Linked DNA regions of Gasterosteus aculeatus: region 1 is linked to region 2. A link is a contact called in public Hi-C data. All regions are on one chromosome and are shown on one strand. Each heading gives the region's core, a stretch centred on a gene start, on an enhancer-like site or on the middle of the called end of the contact. The rest is flanking DNA. Distances are from core to core; before and after follow the strand shown. Region 1 has its middle 8.9 kb from the start of gli2a. Region 2 holds the start of inhbb (inhibin subunit beta B).

What was found. Hi-C and Micro-C count contacts between places; a contact is called where the count stands out from the background.
Region 1: a Hi-C map of whole body shows a contact between it and region 2, with 7 times the contacts expected there. The contact joins the enhancer-like site here to the promoter of inhbb in region 2. A contact is called at or near these places in 4 of 6 Hi-C or Micro-C datasets (liver, skeletal muscle, tail fin and 1 more).

What each region holds. Positions count from the first base shown.
Region 1 is chr16:1,918,602-1,925,207 of fGasAcu3.hap1.1, forward strand. No RefSeq gene overlaps it. Among protein-coding and RNA genes, the nearest start is that of gli2a, 8.9 kb to the right of the region's middle. Within about 2 kb of position 2,505, at least 1 of the 9 cell types and tissues checked has open chromatin away from gene starts, as enhancers often do.
Region 2 is chr16:1,834,834-1,841,474 of fGasAcu3.hap1.1, forward strand. It overlaps inhbb (inhibin subunit beta B), which reads left to right and starts at 4,214. Exons shown (of 2, transcript XM_078090635.1): 1 at 4,214-5,246. The coding sequence starts at 4,859. It overlaps klhdc3l (kelch domain containing 3-like), which reads left to right. Exons shown (of 8, transcript XM_078090633.1): 6 at 1-80; 7 at 511-700; 8 at 939-1,864. The coding sequence ends at 1,557.

The DNA.
Region 1 (6,606 bases), core at 1,255-3,754, 82 kb after region 2:
TGAAATATCTTTTGTGTAATACAGCGGTGTGACAGGAGGCATGTGTTTGCCTTGTAGATACGTATCTGATACCAATGGAAACGGCTTCAGTGAGTGCAGGCCGATCCCTTTCAGCCGTCATTCACAGCGGGCCCTCAAGACGTTTTTCACACCGACAGACTCCAAACGTTAAAGCTCCTCGATACGGGACACTGAGTGACACAAAGCATGGTCGTTTGGGGCCCCGACTGAAGGTTTTCAGTGTGCTCAGGAGGCCATTCTCCTTTGTGACATGCTCAGATTCTAAGAGATGTTTTCTTCACTAAATTGTGGACAACACAATGGCTGCTGTTCATCATCATCCCCCACCTTTATGGGAGAGATCCCCCCCGCCCCCTCCTGCTCCTTGCAAGTTCATCTAATGGTACATAAAAGCACCTTAACTTAATTACCACAGTTGCAGCCAGAGACCACAACATAAGCAAGGAACTGTGGGGAAACTCCACAACCTTTGACCTTTTTTCCTTCACGAGAGTTCCCGCGAGGAATCAAAGCGCTCAGATGGGGCACACATGAACCCCGTTATTCCAGTGCCCCCTCATGCCCGGTGAGCTTTTGGTGCATTAAAATGGGGAGGAGGTCAGTTACCAGATCGTATCTGAGGGAGAAGCAGTGGACGCCCTGGAGACTAGAACATGCAGATCCCCAGAGAGAAGTGGGAGGCAAAGAGTCCAAGTCCAGCTTCCGTGTCTGTCTCGACGCCCAAGGTTCCCAGACGGTTTGGTCATGTGGGGAGGGCATCGAGCCGGCCAATCATCTAGGTTACTGCGTAATACACCGCAGGCGGACTATAATAAAAAAACAGAGGGAGGAGGGCCTGTCAAAAAAAAATGGCCTTGATCTCATACATCTGCAGAGTGTTGAGGCAACACCAGTACGACAGGTGTGTGAAGGCTCTCAGATGAAGTTCAGGTGGTTTACTGCTGTATGCAAATCATAAACATAAACGACAGCTGGGAACAGAGGTAGGACGTAGCTGGATACATTTATTGAGGCAATGTACAATTCAGACAGTATATCTTCCATTTTACGCTCATCTAAGTACCATTTCAGTGGTAAATATTGTTGTTAACCTGCACTATATTCATATGACAGCTACAGTTATCAGATCCATATCAGACATATAATCAATTTGAAATGTGATATTTATAGGGATGTTTTTTTAGAATTAGTCTATTTTTGGGGTCAATTTTGAAAATTAGTATGTTGTTTATTAAAAGGGATGGTTTAAAAATCCCATTTTGAAACCTTTGAAATAAGACACACTGCATCAGAAAAACATGCCGATAAGATTTGGCTGCCCTTCCTGTAGGCTCATTAGAATATATGACAACTACCTTTGCATAAAGGTTTTTCTCACAAGACAATCACCGTAGGCCGTACTTTTGCGGTGTGACTACTGATATATTCACAGCGGACAGCGAGTAAGAGAAAAAATTATTGATCAGCAATTTTTCCATCAAATAAGTGTGGGATTTAACTTCTCAGATGTGGTCACATGCTAGATTTCTCTGTTTTGTCTCATTGGAAAACGAGAGGCGTTGGGTTTTAGATTTGTCTTTGGATTTTTTGGAAACATATTTTGATGATTTTCAATATGGCAACGTTTTATATTTTTTGGAAAAGTTTATCTTTGTTGAAGAGACTAGAGGGATTGGACCTGCACGTGGTGCATGGAAACAAGGTCTGTGTCCCAAACCCCATGGTTTCAGGACTTCTGACTTCTGAATTACTGTTTTAATATAGATCGATTAAAAAAAACAATCTTGGTGAATGAAAAGCATAATTAGTGGCAGGCCTGAAAGGACTGTGTTTGCCATGTACAGATCATTGAAGCGGAACGAAGGATGGCTAGGCGGAGGAGTCACAGGGTAGTGAGATAGTTACAAAAAAGGTAAACTGAGCGCAGGCCACGTGGGAGGCAGATTGAAAGATGAGGGAGAGCTCATTCCTTCCCCCTCATCTGCTGTCCTTTTCTTCTCCTGTATCTAGATCTGGCCTGCATATCTTGGAGTGATCCCCCTGGGGTTCCTCAAACCGCTCTTGAAAGAGCGCTGATAGTATTCAAAGTACCACGACAAGAGAGTGACGCACGCGGCCGCTGGGTTTTATCTTGCCATCAGCAGCTGGGAGTGGGGCTCCAACGCATGCCCCTCCCCTCCACGTCTCACGTCTCCGCTGTGGCATGTCCCCAAATGCGAGACAGGCCACGAGAGGTGCTGCAAAGGTCAACGGCTTGGTGGGTTTGGAGACAGTGAAGCAACGACGGCCAGAGCGTTCTCTCTGGTGTCACCTGAAGAGGTGCATTGAAGGTGACGATCACCGTCAGAGGTCCCGCAAGGCCGCGGAGAGATGAGCGCTGAATCGCTAACTCTTGCAGAACGCCTCGAGGGCCAGTCAGCTGATAGTGGAACTGTGTCAACATGCCAAGGCGGTGGGCCTAATTTCCGTCAGGCTGTTCTTGGCAGAGAACAACAGGATGTGTGTTGTACGTCAGACCAACCAGGGTGCTGTCCTGCATTAAGGAGAGCCACCGCAAGCTGAGCGGATGTCACCAGAAGGGCCTTCGGTGAAGATGTGTGTCTAACTCTGCCTTGTTAGTATCAGCGCTTCAGATCGCTGGAGATCGCCGCGAGGTGTTTCACATAGTGCCAGGGCAAGGCTCCATTTGTGGCGGTTTTAATCAACAATGATTGTGTTCATTTTCTCTTCCTCGATATTCAATTAATTTTGTAAAAGAAGGTTAAAAATACCATCTTTAATTGGATTTGTTTTGCTCTAAGATTCTTTTTCACTGTAGTTGGTGGAGGTGGTTATGAATGCAGATAGTTTTCATCCCACAGGGGAGGATTTCTCAGAGGATCTTGAGGACTGTGTGCTCTCGGTTTTTGGGGTTTGCTGGTTTGATGTTTGTGTGCACATGTTGGCCCGGTTTCCAAATGAATGCAGGCCCATACATTTATTGTATATTTGTTTCCCTGAGGACGTGATTAATGAGGCTGGTTCACCAAAGTGTAGCAGAATATTTTAGGGCAACAATTTGAATGGTAATGTATTCATTGACATTTTAGCTGTTTGATTTGTGTGTACATCTATCTTTAGCCCCTTTGCATCCCAGATCACTCAAACTGCATCTTTGCATTTGTTACGAAATATTCCAGTTCTTCCCATCAGCGTTTCATTTTGCATCTCATTGCTGGTCTCCTAGTTTTTTATCCATGTCTATTTTTTTATGGTCCACTTTAGTTTTGTTGTCGTTTTGATTACGGACGTCTCCTTTTTGTTCCCTTTGTGATGTTTTTCGGGGGTTTGGGGACATTTTCTTAGGGAGGATCATAGAGAGGTGTGAACGTGATGATCTCTCAAAGGACAATAGACCCAACATACATAAGGTCGTATTACTAGCAACATGCGGGTTCCATTCAGGGGGACCAGGCAAAATAAAACAAAGCTTCCGTGTGGCGTGTGCACCGTGCGTTGTGCATACTTCCACCACAGACAGTAGATCAGGGTCCAATGTGTAGAGTAATCCAGCCCTTCCAATTCACACACCGTGTGATGATAATGTAAATTCTGTGTCCCGGCGCCTCGGGTCCGATGTGCGGTTTAACAGCTGTGGTTGCAGATGACAATGTCAAACCCTGAGGCAACATGATTTGGGAGTGTGTTACTGTTACCTGAGCTTTCAGCCCTTCCCCGACCCTACCTTCATGCGTGTCTGCTCCTCTCTGATGACTTTCTGACCGATGAGGCCACAAGTCTTGTGAGCAGACGTCTCGCTGCCGTCCAGTGATGTTACCATGAACACCCGGTAACACCGAAGTACCAATGTCACTCAAATCAATTTGAAGTTTCATTATTATATGACTGTCTAATAAGTAATTGTGGCTTCACTCATTTAGAAAGAATATTTGTAATGCCTGTCCTCCAAAATTAGAATTTCTTCCCGCCCTCACTGTTGAAAACAAGTAGATATTTGCCACTAACTAATCAAACCAAGAGCAGATAAGAAGCTCAATCTTAAAAGTTAAAAAAAGGCTAAAAGCAGGTCACTGGTTCCTCCTAGTGTTCACTAACGGCAGTCCACCCAACACCTGAACACGGCTCCTTGGCGAGAATCTCGACGCAGCACAAACAGTAAAAGCACATTTATTACATCTATAAAAGAAAACAGTGGCTGCAGCTGTAAACCTCTTGCGTGTGATTTTGTAGCTCTTCCTTTACGGTATCAGTGGGGGAACTTTTAACTGGATCCTCTGGAGACCTCACATAACTCCCCGACTGATTCCTCCCCTGAGAGAGAACGTCAGTGTGTGATTAGTGGTCGGGTGCTCGCCCATAGGCCTCAGCGCTGCACGCCACCGTGGCAGAGGAAAGCCAGACTGGGCCGTGAGTCAGAGGACAGGGCGCTCCCTCTGCCGGCTGGGACTTCTGCGGTGAGGACAGCAGGACCCGGACTGTATCTGCAGCCATCTGCGGTCAGCAGTCTGGGCCTGAGGTCACCAGAACTAAGTTCTAGCAGGCCTCTGAGGACAAGAGGAAAGTCCCAGACGGAGTCATACCCGAGGAGCAGCCTTGAAGTTCTTTGTGTGGACGAAAGTCAAATTAGTCTCAGATGACATCTGAAGTCTTTTCCTTAAAAAATGACTCAACCCCACCTGCTGGATCCTTAAACTTTGAACAACGGCAACTTTTTGACCACTTCTCCCCGTTTAGCCAACAAAGTGCTTGGACCGGATGTTATAGTCCGGATCCTTTGAGGTTGACCATGAGTCACTGAAAGGGGACAACACCCTCCTCCCTCCCTCCCTTCCCCCTGTTTGGGTCCCCTCCCACAGCTTTGAAGTGGTGGCAGATTGTGCACAAACAACATAAACCTTCCCTGTGACAAACGCTGTGATTTACCACCCGAGGCAAGGAAATGGCCAGCGGGACGGTTCCATTGACTTTATGGGCTGTTTGTAGCCTTCGTACCTCCGGGCGGACGCTCCTTTGTGAAGGAGGCTTTGAGTGGGCTGGAAATGTCTCGCTGGGCGCCTACCGTACACGCTCATTCCCACTCTCACTGCTGTGGTGGAGGGGTCCCAGTGTTCACACTGGATTCAGACTGGGAACACTGGGATACATTTTGAGTCGACCACTAATCAGACCGAACCCGAATCAGTCCAACAGAATCAATTAGAAATTAGTTTTCCCAATTTTGAAAAGTGTAGTGTTAATGTTATATATATATATATATTATATAATCATATTTACCAAATCATTTGACACCAATAATTTGACACTATCCATAACTTTATAAAACAGGCTCATATACAGAATTCTTGTACCAGAAAGAGTGTAAAACATTTTCTTTTGTTCAGTGCTTTTACATTTCTGAGGGATCTTGCTGTAATGTTCCCTTCAACATTTACATGAAATAATACTAGAAAGACTTGTCAGTGTAATGGAGACCGATACCACAACCTCAGTAATACAATTATATCAAGACCTTTCTGAAAACTGAGCCCTGGTATCTTTGTGAAAGCAACACTGGTGCTGCTGGTATAATAGATTGCGTTGCACTGTGATGTGACAAAAAGAAATACATACGGCATACATCATTCATTCATTCATTTAGTGTTACATGTTTGCTGCATAAAAAGTATTTTTCTACTGACATCCCAACGTTTGGCAAAGGGGGATGTCCCTCCAGCGCATATCATACGTAACTATCAGCATCAAAGGTCCTGCACCGGGTTCACCGCTCCAAACCACAGACACACATTAAAGCCACCAGATGAACAGGACTCGGTCCTCAAACACAACCGGCTCTTCTCATTTCTTGTTTGGTTGCTGGCCTGTTGCCTGGACTCTTTGCTCGTGTCGCATCCTTCCATCTTCTCTTGCATCTCCTGGGGGCGGGTCGAAAGGCCCCACATTTATTCAGTCCAAAGAGGGAGTTTAGTTAGGATAAATAAGTTCAAAGAGGTGTGTGTGTGTGTGTGTGTGTGTGTGTGTGTGTGTGTGTGTGTGTGTGTGTGTGTGTGTGTGTGTGTGTGTGTGTGTGTTTGGGCTATAAACCCCGTTCTATAAATATAGTTGGTTATAACAGTAGCAACTTTTTAAGAATTGAGCATTAGACGAAAAACATGTAATATTACAAAGTGATCACTAGAAGGCAGCATTTTCCAATAAATCATCTGTACTATGGTGTGGCACTGGAAGATTTATCTTAAATACGACTTCAAATCCAGTACTATACTATAATATGTGCTGTGTCTTATCTGGGGATTGAAAAATAATAAAGTAGACAGCATAATACTTGGATGGATACTTTGCCCTCATTTTGGTGAACAACTGACGACTTTCACTTCTTTATGCCTCTAAAACTCCTTTAAATAAATAAAAAATCAAACTTTTGAGAAAGAAAGATGACACTTTGATTGAACTGCTTTCAGCTTGTGTCCACACTAAAAGCCCAAACCTGCACTGTGAGAAGTAGCAGATGTGAGGACTTGGACCAAAGTCACACATACATCGGCACACATGCAGTGACAAGACTTGAACTCATAGATATCTCTTTGT
Region 2 (6,641 bases), core at 2,964-5,463:
GGTCGGCTCTGCCATGCTGGTGTACGGTGGCTTTGTAGACATGAAAGGATCCTCGCAGGACTTCTGGAGTATGGACTTGGGTCAGTTTAAAGTAGCTCTTCTCCCCATGGAAACCCAAATTGGAGAAACAGTGTAGTGATGCTGCTCGTGTAGCAGCATCTTGCCAAGCTACACACCAGCAGCATGTCAGTGCTCCTGTTTCTAAATGAGGTCCGATGTAGTGCAGCAGCGTCATCCCCGAGGCCCACATGCACTCCAGGGGGTTATTCTAGCTGGGGGGTAACTGAAGCGCGATAATATATACACACACATGATATACGTAGTTTATTGTACAGATAATAACAAGTGGAATTAACCTCTTCAAAGCATTAGTGAAGAGAACTCTACTGGCTGTTTGTTCAGTGTCATTCTGTGAACACACAACACACACTGTATCCTGTATGTGCATTCACTGTTGGTACCTGTGTGTGTGTGTTTGTGTGTGTGTGTGTGTGTTGTTTTGCCCAACAGATACCATGGCTTGGTCCCTGGTGATTGGTTCCCAGCAGGGCTCATTAGGCCCAGGCCCCAGACACAGTCACTCAGCTGTAGCCAACCACAGCTGCATGTACCTGTTTGGGGGCTTGAAAGGCTTGCGGGAGCAGAGGGACTTGTGGAAGTGGAATTCCACCAGCCACTCATGGAGCGCTCTGAAAAACAAGTGAGGATTTCATCGGCCAGTCAGTCCTTGTTGGGTGCTGCCTACCGTAGTTTGATATTAACTCCTGGGATCGTTGCATCCAGGCCCCCATAGCTTCTTGCATTGTGGTGATAATTATGCACAAATCACCAAGCCAAATTCCAAGCAAATGTTAGTGCCGGATGTATCTTGAAAGCAACAATCAATGGATGTTGTTCATGTTCCTTCCTGCTGATACGCCCTCTGGCTGTCTCCTTAGGTCCGGTCCCTGCAGGCTGATGGGACACTCGGCCGTGCCCTACAAGGACAGTATGCTTGTGTTTGGGGGAGGCGAGAGCCAGAGCTCTCCAAAGAACAGCCTGTGGAGGTACAGCTTCAGCACGCAGAGCTGGGGGCAGGTTGCCACACTGCCTGGCTCCAACCCCCCAGACAAGATCCACCACTGCTGTGCTGGGCTGGGTCCCAGCTACAAGTCTGACACCAGCATCCCCGGCTACAGCTCTGAACTCCAACCGGGGCTGCTGGGAGGGAAACTGAGGCCCTTCAAGAACAGGTGCTTCCCTGCCCCGCTCACCTTCCTGGGCTCAGAGGGGGCCATCGAGCTGGAGACCTTCAGCGCAGACCGATGCTACGCAAGTCAAACACTCGCTCAATCCTCCAGTCTGGACCACTGCACTGAGGGACGGACTGGAAGCTGTCTCACCTTTGAGAACAAGGCTTTCAGGACCCAGTGGAGCCCCACAGAGGAGGAGCTGCTGGACGAGGAGGATGAAGACGTGGCCCAGCACCTGCCCGATCTGCTGCTGGTCCTGGGGGGGAGACCCTGCACCAGACACAGCCCCATCTCCATCTGGCAAATGACTCTGACTGACTGCTGAGAGCCGAAGAAGAGCAAATGTTACAAACATCTAAGAGAGAGAACAGATAACACCAGTGTTGGTTTACTGGCATTTTGTGTATAAGAAGAACCACTATTTTTTAGAATACTCTTGCTTTTGTTGATGTTGTACATGTATACTTTTCCTTTTTTGAAATACAAGAAATTATCAAAAAATGGCATCAAAAAATATTATTGAATTACTGCATTCGTTATGAACACTGACGTTATTTCTTAGTGCCAATGTGAAAGAGATAAACATAGAAATGTAAAATCCAGGATTATCAATAAAAACTCGTCGTCCTCCAGTTCCATGACAGACCGCTCATTCCGTCTGTCATCTATATTTCAATTAAACTGCTACGGGGCTGAACTGTGTGGTGGTTAGCACTGTCTCCTCACACCAAGAAGGTCCTGGGTTCCACTGGCCTTTCTGTGTGGAGTCTGCATGTTGTCTGTGTGGGTTCTCTCCGGGTTCTCTGGCTTCCTCCCACGGAGCTGAACTCCACACGGTGGCGTCAGAGCTCAGCGAGTGAAGACCCCCCCAGAGCCACAAGTCAATTTAGAGAAAACAATCCAGACTTGCAATTAAAGGGAGCAAAGGCCGGCTGGGATTTCATCTCAAGCTTTTGCTTTTTCCTAGGAAATACAGAATTGTGATTCTCAATCTTGTTTAAAAACCCGTGAGATTGATTTTCTTTTACAAAACAAAAAATCCAAACAAACCAGGCAATTTTTTTAGCTTTTGATTTGTTGACAATAAAAAACTAACTTCTTGGCAGCAAATGTTGCCACACGAAGGATCATGTCCCCTTATGTATGTGCAAAGAAAGAATAACAGTTTGGAATAACCAAAGTCCCGTCTAAATAAACTGTGAACCCGGCATCCTTCTGATGGCAGGCGCCAGACGTGGTGAGTCAGCCACCTCGCTGGATCCGGGTTATTGACCTGCATTACTACCCCCAGATGGTTGATTTCTCTTTCTATCTATATCATCCATCTATCCATCCACCCATCTATCCATCCACCCATCCATCCATCTACCCATCCATCTATCCATCCATCTATCCATCCATCTACCCATCCATCCACCCATCTATCCATCCATCCATCTACCCATCCATCTATCATCCATCCATCTACCCATCCATCCATTCATCTATCCATCCATCTACCCATCTACCCATCGATCCATCCATCTATCCATTCATCCATCTACCCATCCATCTATCATCCATCCATCTACCCATCCATCCATTCATCTATCCATCCATGTACCCATCTATCCATCCATCCATCTATCCATGCATCCACCCATCTACCCATCTATCCATCCATTCATCCATCCATCTACCCATCTATCCATCCATCTACCCATCCATCTATCATCCATCCATCTACCCATCCATCCATTCATCTATCCATCCATCTACCCATCTATTCATCCATCTATCCACCCATCCACCCATAGATCCATCCATTCATCTATCCATCCATCCATCCATCCACCCAGCCATCCATCTATCATCCATCTACCCATCTATCCATCCATCCACCCATCCATCTATCCATCCATCTACCCATCTATCCATCCATCCATCTAGCCAGCCATCCATCTACCCATCCATTAATCCATCCATCCATCTATCATCCATCCATCTATCCATCCATCTACCCATCCATCTATCCATTCATCCATCCACCCATCCATTTATCTATCCATCCATCTACCCATCCATCTATCCATCCATCTACCCATCTATTCATCCATCTACCCATCCATCTATCATCCATCCATGTACCCATCTATCCATCCATCCATCTATCCATTCATCCATCCATCTACCCATCTATCCATCCATCCATTCATCCATCCATCTACCCATCTCTCCATCCATCTACCCATCCACCCATCCATCTAGCCATCCATCCATCTACCCATCCATCCATCTACCCATCTATTCATCCATCTATCCATCCATCTATCCATCTACCCATCTATCCATCCATCCATCCATTCATCCATCCATCCATTGCACTCCGCCTCTGAAGTATGTAATGAGTGGTTTATACCCGTAGATGGCGTTATTTATTTACTAATCATGATTATAAGTGGACATTAACTTGCTACACTAAAGTTTCAATGTATTTATATGTTCCTTCATACAATGTATTTGTTTGTTTAATACATATTTTCGTTGTTTTCATTATATTGATTCACTTTATTTGAACAATTATCTTAACAATATTAACATTTCCAAAACCTGGATATATAGCGGATTCAGAGAGATTTGTATATATTTCAATATTTGTAGATCCGGGAGTAAATGGCACTAAGAATGGATTTATTTAAGACCATTATGAAAATAAAGACTTCTAGTCTCCCCGTGCTGGACTGCGCACAGAACCCAAACTGAACTTGTTCTCCCAAGACTCTCAAAGTCGGATTCCCACATTATGTTTCTGTCTGTTTTGTTGATCAAAAACTCCTATGAACTTATTAAAAGTCCAAAAATAAGCCACCTCTCGGAGGCCTGCGCAACAGAGTCCTGGCTGTGGAGGCGTAGTAGCCTAATAATCCGTCGCCTGGCGTCCAGTTGGTGGAAATCCCCACGTGGTTTCAACTCCTGTATAAAAACTTTGGGTGCGCTGAGCCCCTGTTGTCGTGATTGCAAAGGGAGAAAAGGGTCTCAGTGAGCCGCATCTCGCAAGGACGCACACCGAGCTGGTTATCCACAGCTGTGCGTAACGGAGCGTAGCCAGGGCGCACACAAAGGACCGAGGAGCGCTCTTATTCTCTGCGGGGCTTCGGCCGTACAAAGTGCAGTCGCCGCGCGTTCTGTGAATGGGTACGAGCGGACCGCGCGCCTTTGGACGCAGAGGGGCTTTTATCATTTAGACGCATCGGCGCAGCGCAGCGCTGCTTTGTTTTGGTACATCACGCTCAGTCTGAAGACAACGTGGTGCGACAGAAACGCGTCAACGATCCAAGCGTCGGAGTGCGCCTGTCAATCAGAGAGATTAACTTTTTATTTAGCGCAGAGAAAAGACGCGTCGCTGGATAACAACCTCAATGCACAATGACTCGAGGCAATTAGCCTCACGATTTCAGCCGCTTTTGTCTGTTTGGATTTAACGATTTTATTGGCTCCTGTGGATTTCTCACTTTTGGAGCACAAGGGGATGTTCTCTGCGGAACTTTCACATGTGTACATTGACATGATCTTTAAGTGTGTGTGTATGTGACACATTTGCTGTTTCCTCCATAGTTTTTGGACTGCGATTTTAATATTTTTAAAAAATGAGCATATACAGCGTGGCGTTGTCCTGTTTAGTGGCGTTCGTTCTCTCCGTGCGCTGCAGCTCGGTGGCCGTTACCGAGACGCAGAGCTCGCCCCAGGAGTCGTGCGCGTCCTGCGGCCTCAGGGCGCCGGATCAGTCGGAGCGGGTGAACATAGACTTTCTGGAGGCGGTGAAGAGGCACATACTGAACCGGCTACAGATGAGGGACAGACCCAACATCACTCACCCCATCCCCAAGGCGTCGATGGTGACGGCGCTCAGGAGGTTGCACGCCGGGAAATTGCGCGAGGACGGCCGGGTGGAGATCCCCAGTTTTGACGGACAAGCTGCGTACAACAACGAGGTGCAAGCGGAGAACTCGGAGATCATCAGCTTTGCCGAATCAGGTAATAATCAATAATTCATGGCACGTTCCCAAACCGACCCCTCGATGAACCCCGGTCGCCGTTTGACTATATGTAACGGGGAGCCCAGGGGGGCAGGTGTGTTAATGGCGTGGGATCACTCTCATCCATAGATAAAATTTCAATCATGTTGCTAACGTTGATATGAAGAAGGAGCAGAGATGAATGAGATGGAAGCATCAACAGTTTTGAAATACAATCCATGAACCAATTGGATCCGGTTCGCTCATCATTCACCATCATGTTATCACACTGTAATTCACTCCGCCGGGTTTTAGCCCGATGCAATTTAAAAAAAAACGCAAAATGAAGAGAAAGTCCTTAAATTACCCCCATGTGTTGTCAAGGGGATAAAAAGAACCTCTGAATCCAATTTCATCACTAAAGCTGTGCTCACATTCAATACTGCAATGTATAAAGCCCTCTTTTAAATACGGACAAAGTCCCTCAATTGGCCATTTATCCCTTCCTCTAAGAATGTGTATCTAACTAATTCTCAGAAGTCCAAAGAGAACACCCTTTCCTCTCTCTCTCTCCCTAAAATCATCTGCTTGACAGAATCCTCCAGTTGTCTGTCAGCGCTGTGAGACCTGCGTCTTTAACACAAACTTCTACAAATGTAAACCATTACAAATACCACACCAAAATGGGATATCTTAAACACACACACAAACACACAATCCCATGTTCTCCCATTGGCCCTCCTGGTACAATTAGCCTGAATGGGCTGCTGGGTCCTGCCTTCCAATGGGAATGATCTGAGCAGCCTCATGACAAGGGAACAAAAGCCAGGCACTTATTAGAAGACGGCTATGTGTTCCTGCTGAACCCAACATGTCAACGTAGAGCCGTGTGGGGGGCGGGAAGAGGGAGGGGGGCAAGGAAAACAAAAGAAACTGCTCAGAATAATGCATGAGACATTGGAGTTTGTGGGGTTAGTGGGTAAGGAGGGGGTATGGTCATGGTGATGGTAAAGGAGTGTGTGTGCCCATAATGCAGTGTTGCAAAGAATGCTTTTGTCGTTCTGAAGGTCCGCTGGTCTCCTTGGCTTCTTCTTCTTCTTTTTCTGTTTTTTTCCCCCCCTAGTTCTATTCTTTCTCCCACCTTTGAGCCTTTGTGTGGCATTGTACCATGGTGCTGGCTTGGGTCCCTTGCTCCCTAGACCCCGTCTGCCTCCTGGCCAGCTGGCTCACCCCCCCCACCCCCTCCCAGATCGGATGCTGCCAGCCAGGGGGCATGGCTCAAAGGCAAGGTCCCCAGAAAGCTCTGACACCAGGGGAGCTTGCACCCCCCCCCCCCCCCCCCCCTCCACCCCCACCAAGCATAAGGGAGCCAGGACTGTTGTTGTCATAGCTTAGGACAAGGCGGTTGCAAACA